Linked DNA regions of Rattus norvegicus: region 1 is linked to region 2. Evidence: chromatin contacts called from public Hi-C data. All regions are on one chromosome and are shown on one strand. Each heading gives the region's core, a stretch centred on a gene start, on an enhancer-like site or on the middle of the called end of the contact. The rest is flanking DNA. Distances are from core to core; before and after follow the strand shown. Region 1 holds the start of Fgfbp3 (fibroblast growth factor binding protein 3). Region 2 overlaps LOC134485232 (a long non-coding RNA gene).

Region 1 (3,938 bases), core at 1,371-3,870, 95 kb before region 2:
CAACAAGTTCCCTGTCCCCACCATAGGGCATTTCATCTAGAGTTCCCCGCTTTGAGTCCTGAGGGTCTCACCTCCCAGGTCTCTGGTACATTCTGGAGGGTCCTTCCAACCTCCTACCTCCCAAGGTCGCCTGTTTCCATTCTTTCTGCTGGCCTTCAGTCCTTTTCCCCCACCCAATACCAGATCATGTTCTCCTCCCCCCTCCCCCAACTCCCTTTCCCTTTCTTGTCCCCCTTTATGCTTTCTTCTCCCTCCCAAGTGAGACTGAGGTGTCCTAACTTGGGCCCTTCAGCTTGTTGACTTTGAATTCTGTAAACTGTATCTTGAGTATTCTGTACTTTTTTTGGCTAATATCCACTTATTACTGAGAACGTACTGTGCACATCCTTTTGGGTCTGAGTTACCTCACTCAGGATGATATTTTCTAGTTCCATCCATTTGCCTGCAAAACTCAGGATGTCCTCGTTCTTAATAGCTGAGTAATATTCCATTGTGTAAATGAACCACATTTTCTGTATCCATTCTGTCATGTCTATGGGATATTCACAAAAAGGTGCCTACCATGCCTGCTCCCCAAAAGACCCAACATGCAGCTGAAAGAGTCAGATGCAGATGCACCCAACCAAAACAGAAGCTGCTGACCCCTCTGGTTGTATTAGGGAAAAGCTGGAGGAAGCTGAGGAGGATGGCAGCCCTGTAGGAGGACCAGCAATCTCAATTAACCCCTGAGATCTCGCAGACACTGGATCACCAACCAGGCAGCTGAGATGAGGCCTCCAACACATATACACCAGAGGACTCCCGGGTCTGGGCTCAGTCAGAGAAGATGCACCTAACCCTCAAGAGACTGGGGGCCCCAGGAAGTTTAGAGGTCTGATGGGGTGGGGACATTCTGACTGTGGTGGGGGTTGCGGGGAGGAGGTATGGAATGTGGAACAGTGGGGGATTAAAAAAAAAACTCTTGGGCTGGAGAGATGGCTCAGCGGTTAAGAGCACCCTACTGCTCTTCCAGAGGTCCTGAGTTCAATTCCCAGCAACCACATGGTGGCTCACAACCATCTGTAATGGGATCTGATGCCCTCTTCTGGTGTATCTGAAGACAGCTACAGTGTACTTATAAATGAATAAATAAATCTTTAAAAAAAAAAACTCTTGAAATGTAAATAAGAAATACTCAAGTTAATAAAGATGAAAAAAATACTGAGAAAAAAAAAAAAAAAAAACTCATATAGCCAGGCAAGGTGGTGCACATCTTTAAGGTCACATACCAAAATTAGATAAGGAAACTCAGTACTGAGAAGTCAAAGACCTTGAACACACTAAGCAAGTCCTCTACCAGTGAGAAACATCCCCATTCCCTGGAGAAATAAGAGCTTTATCAAAATAACTTTTTATTATTACTGTGTGTATTACTTGTATGCGCCTGAATGGAGATCACAGGACAACTTTGTGATGCCATTCCTCTTTTCCTACCCTCACATGGGTCTCCCCAGCCTCTTGGCAATAAACTCTTAAAGTAAAAAAAAAAAAAAAAAAGACCACATATACTATGGAGCTAAAGGTGAGATGAATATAAAAATCTCAAAGTTTAAAAGTAACTTTGCTTAAAATACAAGGTCAAGGTCACAGTCAGATCCACAATGAACTCAAGGCAGGAGAGACCCTGTTTTAAAAAAAAGGGCGTCTTATGGCCCAGCAAATTAAAGAGACTTGCTGCTCAGCCTGGTCATCTGAGTTGAATCCTTCAATTCTTGAGACCAACAAGGTGGGAGGAGATAGCAGATTCCTGAAACTTGTCTTTTGGCTTCCTCAAATGCGCTGTAGCATTCAAGCACACACACACAACAATAAGAGTAAACAAAATTCTTTTTTAATTTTATAAATGTTATTATAAAAAACTTGCAAAGAAAAATAAACACACAGCAAAACTAACTCGACCCAAAGTCTACCCCTCTCCTGAAGAGGCAGGCGAAGAACGGGTTAGTGCTTAATTATGCCACTTGGATTTGTATTACTTTCCAACCACAAAGCAATTAGTTCTTTTAGGACCTTTGAGTTTTGAAAGATATTTAGAACTAATTTACCATATCCCAAATAGTTAAAAAACCAGAATGCCCCCGCTTAGGTGTACTGATGAAAATACAGAACTGAGTGATAAGAAAAATAGACTGAAAATAGTGGGACTTTTGAGACGACTCCATAGGCAAAGGTGATTGCCACCCCACTGGGCCCTACAAACGAGTTGGATCCCTGGGGTACACACATACAAGAAATAACGTGCGATGCAAAAAGAAAAAAGAAAACTGCGAATAGCATCTGGTTCTGAATATTGTTTCATTTTATCTTTTTTTTTAACTATATAGACCAGATAAATATGTACAAGTTTCAAAAGGAAAGAAAGTTGTGTTAACATTTGCCTTATTTTCAGCGGTGGAAGCAAATTCAGCATTTTATATTTCATGTTACATGGCTGTTTCTATTATATATCTGCGGCGGAGTGAGTCTGCTCGCCGTTGTATCTTCTGTGTGTGTTAGCAGCGGGTGAAACCTAGTGTGAGAGAAGTCTGGGAGGGGCATGAAGGGGGAGGCCCCTTCTGTCCCATTGATAACAGGTTAATTCACAGACAGCCGTATAAAGCAGACTAATCCCTTATGCAGTCATTCGCTCTATCTCCACCTCTTCTGGAATTCGGTAAGCGAAAAGCACAGGTATCCGATTAACCTGAAATGATTTTGTAGACAGTTTGGTGGTAGGGTTGGGAGGGCGATCATTAAGCTTCATTTTTCTATCTTAGTGAAAGTTTTAAACCGATTCCTTAAACATTAAGTTGTTCCCTTAGGAAAGGCAGCTCTTTAGAGGGGCTCTTCGCTGCTAGCAGAACACTTGCTTCGGGGAAAATCGGGTCAGGGGAGTTGGCAGGTTCCTGTGTCCAGGGAGAGGGCTGAGCGGGATTCATCTGGAGCCTTCATTCGCAGATCCGAGGATGCTCCTCACCGCGTGCTACCTGCGCTGAGGCTCCAGGAATCCCAGAGGAGTGGCATGGCCAACGCGGGCGTGAGTCCTCCCAGGCCGCGGGCGTCGCTCTCGCCGCTGTCGCTGCTACTGCTGCTGGGAGGCTGCTTCCTCTCGGCCGCCGGGAGGGACAAGGGGGCGGCTGGCAGGGAAGTGGCCCGGGCCTCCGGCCCCAGAGACGGCTCCTTGGGTCGCTTCGTGAGCCCAGAGCAGCACGCGTGCAGCTGGCAGCTCCTGGTGCCCGCCCCGGGGACGCCGACGGGCGGAGAGCTGGCCCTGCGCTGCCAGGTCCCGGGCGGGGCGAGCCTGCACTGCACCTACCGCGGGTATCCAGAGCGCTGCGCGGCCACCGGCTCCCGGAGCGCGCACTACTGGAAACGGCTGCTGGGCGCGCTGCGCAGGAGACCGCGGCCCTGCCTGGACACCGCGCCGCTGCCGCCGCGCCTGTGCGCCCACAAGACGGCCAGCGCTGAGCTACACCCGCCCGCGCACTCCAGCCTGCCCGCACGTCCTAGCGAGGAGCCCCGGCCCAGGGTGCGGAGCCGGGCTCGACCGCGACAGTCGGTGCGGTCCCCGAGCTCCCAGCCCGAAAAGAAGCCCTTGCTGGTGAAGTCCAACTCAGGCGGGAGGAAGGCGGGCTCAGACCCGGTTCCGGAGACTCCTGAGGCGGTCGGACTCCAGCCCAACGGGCTGGACCAGAATGCCGAGCTCACTGAGACCTACTGCACTGAGAAGTGGCACTCCCTTTGCAACTTCTTTGTCAATTTCTGGAATGGCTGAGGCTGCGGGCTGGCAGGAGCACTAGGGGCAGGTGCTGCGGAGCAGAGGACAGCGCAGCCGGGGCGGAAGGCGTAGGGCATTTTAGACTAGGAACTGGGATGGAGGGTAGGCTAGTCGGGATTCCAAAATAGGGCAGCAGGTCAGG
Region 2 (3,871 bases), core at 1,184-3,683:
AACAGGAAGTAAATGAGGGCACAGATGTACCTGGGGTCTCTCTGTGACAAACGGAGAAAATTCCCACCACGTTCAAATAGATCCATGTGCCATGGTTAAAAAAAGAAGAAGAAGAAGAATAAAAAGTTCAAACAATCAGCAGTTCAAACACAAATGAATTTCAAAGTTCTATCAGAACAAATATCGCGGTAACAATCTAGATCTTTCCAGGAAAGGGAGATAGAGCCCCGAGCGTTCTTCCTGACAGTCCTGTGTTACGCTCTAGAAGAATCTGCCATTGCTGCACTTGCTGTTGTTGCTCCATTAGCAACTTTCTCTCCCAAGGACAACAGGAAGAACCAGGATCATGGAGGAAGTGGTCCCAATCCACAAAGTTGCCCTGGAAAATCTGTGCATCTTCTGAGCCTCAAAGAGCAGAGATCAAAGGTGGTCACCTGTGGCTCCAGCGACTTACCAGCCCCTCTCAGGAAACATCTCCGTCAGACTCCAGGGTCTCTCCGACCGGGTCTCTTCTAGCTGCAGTGACAGCGGCGGCTGTGGCTATAGGCCTGTTTTTAAGTTTTTAAAGTTAGGGTCTTAGCCATGATGAAGTATCTGTCAAGAACAACTTAAGGGAGAGAGGGCTTGTTCTGACTCATGGTTCAAAAGAAGTCCATCGTGGCTGTGCGTGCGGGCGTGCGTGTAGAACATATCCAGTGTCCACCGTGGCTGGAAGAGGCTTTTAGATCCCCTGGAGCTGTAGTAAGAGACAACCAGGGAGCCTTCTGACAGGGAGCCAGATCAGCAAGCAGTTTGACTGCTACTCAGCTCCTGTTCTCTCTTCCTAAAGTCCAGGAAGTCCCTCCCACAATGAAGATGGGTCTTCCCACATCAGCTAACGGTAAGCACTTCCCACAGACATCCTCACTGTCCCAGCCTTTCTGGGTGGTAATAGATGTTGTCACATTGACACTAGCCATCATAGAATAATACAAAGAACACGGGTGACGGCGACTTCGCACATACGTGTCATTATCCACTGTTTTCACTTTTTTCTTCCTCTACTGCCTTTCTTGTTCTCCCTCCCCGTGCAGCCGCCTGCCTGCCTGCCTTCCAGTCAGTCACCCTTTTGGCTTGCCATCATCTTTCTTAAGATCTCTTCTTCCCCTCTTCTCATCCGCTTTCTAGTTTTGTGACGTGCAAGCATAAACTTAGGTCCCATATATGACAGAAAATGGGATGCTTTTTCTGAGTCTGTCATATTTTACTGAGCATGATCATTGTCAGCTGCATCTTTTTTTTTTTTCAGATGACATAATTTCAATTTTCTTCCAGCTCTGTGAGATTCTCTGCAGATGTATTGTTGCCCTACCTTGTCCACTCCCTGGATGTCATGAAGAGTACCACTGTACACACGGTGTCCAAGTATCTTGTGGTGTGTGGACTTAGCATCCTTTGGGAATCTGTCAAAGAGTGGGATAGATGGACACTTCACATTTCCTTCTTTTAAAAAAATCTATTTATTTATTTTGTGTATGTGAGTACACTGTAGCTGTCTTCAGACACACCAGAAGAGGGCATCGGATCCCATTACAGATGGTTGTGAGCCACCATGTGGTTGCTGGGAATTGAACTCAGGACCTCTGGAAGAGCAGTCAGTGCTCTTAACCTCTGAGTCATCTCTTCAACCTTCTTTTTAAAAAAATTAAAGATTCACTTTAAATTATTTACTTATTCATTCATTTATTCTCTGTGTGTGCATGTATGTGTATAATGCATGCACACGTGTGCCCACAGAGGCTAGAAGAGGGTGTCAGATCCCACAGAGCTGGGGTTATAGGCAGTTGGGGAGCCTCCTGATGGGTGCAAGACCAGCAAGCAGCCTTTAATTGCTGAGCCATTCTCCAACCCCTTCAGCCCCTACTTTACACAGCCTTAAAAAAAATCAGGGGACTGGAAAGATGGTTTGGTGTTTGAGAGAACTTGTTGACTTAGGTTTGGTTCCCAGAATTCACATGTTTTATAAGGTGATTCATATCTTTTCCTGACCTCCATGGGTACCAGACATGCATGTGGGCACTTATCTACCTGCACACACACACACACACACACACACACACACACACACCACATACACAAATACACACATACAAATATACACTCACAAACACACATACACATTAATAAAAAAGTACATTTAAAAATATTTTCAATCGCAAACAAAAATTCCTCTTTCCTGTTTTGAAGGCACGTTTAAACATATTGCCTTTCCCTCCCAGTGTGAAGGCATAAGAGAGAGGCACAGGTTGATACTTGCATGAGAATGTCTATTAAATGACTGCTTCTATGCCTACCTCTGTAAAATGTAAGGTTTGACTGTTTCAAACTACCAGAAGCCAGCATAGCTCTGACACTTCTTGGGGAAGACAGCCACCTAGTGGAAATAGTTCCGCAAATATTTGAGGATCAGCAAATAAAAGGAATCCGAGTGCTCAGCCCAACCGAAAACTGCAGTGTTGATTTAAGGGTGTTAAAGAAAATGGCTAGGCTGGTTATGTTGGCATGTGTAAAACTTTACCCAGCACTCGGGAGGCAGAGGAAGGAGGTCTCTGTGAGTTCAGGGCCAGCCTGGCCGATATAGTGAGCGCCAGGCCAGACAGATCTATGTACCTTGTCTCGACAAAACAAAACAATAAAAAAGAAGGGCTTGGGGATGTAGCTTAGCAGAAGAGTGGTTGCTTAGCATGTACGAGGCCTTTGGTTCAGTCTCTAGTACTAAATAATAAACCTCAGCCCCCAAAGCAGTAAACAAAACCCCGAAACCAAAACAAGACAAAATCCACATTCAGATACTACTTAAGTGGATCTGAAAGTGGTGAGAGGAGCGGGTACGGTGGGGTGGGGTGGAGCGGGGCGCGACGGGGCGGGGCTGGGCTGGGCGGGGCCGAGTCGGGTGAGCATTGGCCTTTATTCCCTGGTTCTGGAAATAGAGCCAGCCTTTAGATTAGAGAATAGGAAACTCACAAGCACTGGACTGAGTTTGCCTTGAGGTAGATGGGTGTGTGTCGGTGCGTCTTTACGAGCAGTTTGTTCTCACCATCTATAGTGGTAGAGGTTGAACCCATGGTGTTGCATATTCTACCAGTGGTCCTCAACCTTCCTAATGCTACGACCCTTTAGACCCTTTAATACACTTCCTCATGCTGTGGCGATCCCCAGCCATAACGTTATTTTTGTTGCTACTTCATTAACTGTAATTTTGCTACTGCTGTGAATCATAACGTAAATATCTGTGTTTTCCGATGGTCCCAGGTGACCCCAGTGAGAGGGCGCGATTCTGACCCCCGAGGGGTGGAGACCCACAGGTTGAGAAGTGCTGTTTTAGGCAGATGCTCTGACTGCAAGGTACATTCCCAGCCACCATTAACGTTTAACTGCTGCGGTCTATTCGCCGATCACTGGATTTTTAGAATGGATGAATTCTTCAATTTAGACTTAACACTTTAGTAACAATTTAATAACAAAGGCTACTGAAATTATAAATAGTGTGGCAGTAGGTTCGGTTACGGGTGCTTGAGCTACGTTAGATTTTATATGCAGTTTTTTAAAATTTCCTTCTAAATTAGAACTAATTCACAATTATGAGTCATCAGAAATGGGGGAGGGGCTGCGGTTTTCAGTGGTAGAGCCCACACCTTGAATGCACAAAATCCTGGGTTTTCTTCCTCATACTAAAGAGGGGCACAGGTTTTGACAAACTTTGATAGTTTGGGGCTTTTGAATTGAATGCAAATCCAGGAATCTGGGAGAGATCCCCCCAGCAGAACATCTGGCTCTGTCAGGGCAGATGCTGACGCTTTAAACATCTGTCTGTGTAGCTCCAAGAGAGAAG

The links. Hi-C and Micro-C count contacts between places; a contact is called where the count stands out from the background.
Region 1: a Hi-C map of liver shows a contact between it and region 2, with 4 times the contacts expected there. The contact joins the promoter of Fgfbp3 here to the enhancer-like site in region 2. A contact is called at or near these places in 9 of 12 Hi-C or Micro-C datasets (the A7r5 cell line, Schwann cells, frontal cortex and 5 more).

What each region holds. Positions count from the first base shown.
Region 1 is chr1:244,057,256-244,061,193 of GRCr8, reverse strand. Fgfbp3 (fibroblast growth factor binding protein 3) reads left to right here and starts at 2,620. Exons shown (of 2, transcript NM_001109165.1): 1 at 2,620-2,692; 2 at 2,977-3,938. The coding sequence starts at 3,041. The coding sequence ends at 3,793.
Region 2 is chr1:243,962,478-243,966,348 of GRCr8, reverse strand. It overlaps LOC134485232 (a long non-coding RNA gene), which reads left to right. Exons shown (of 3, transcript XR_010063254.1): 1 at 1-880. Among named protein-coding and RNA genes, the nearest start is that of Tnks2, 16 kb to the left of the region's middle. Within about 2 kb of position 2,433, at least 34 of the 93 cell types and tissues checked have an H3K27ac peak or open chromatin away from gene starts, as enhancers often do. A contact at or near this core is called in liver, where this site is marked.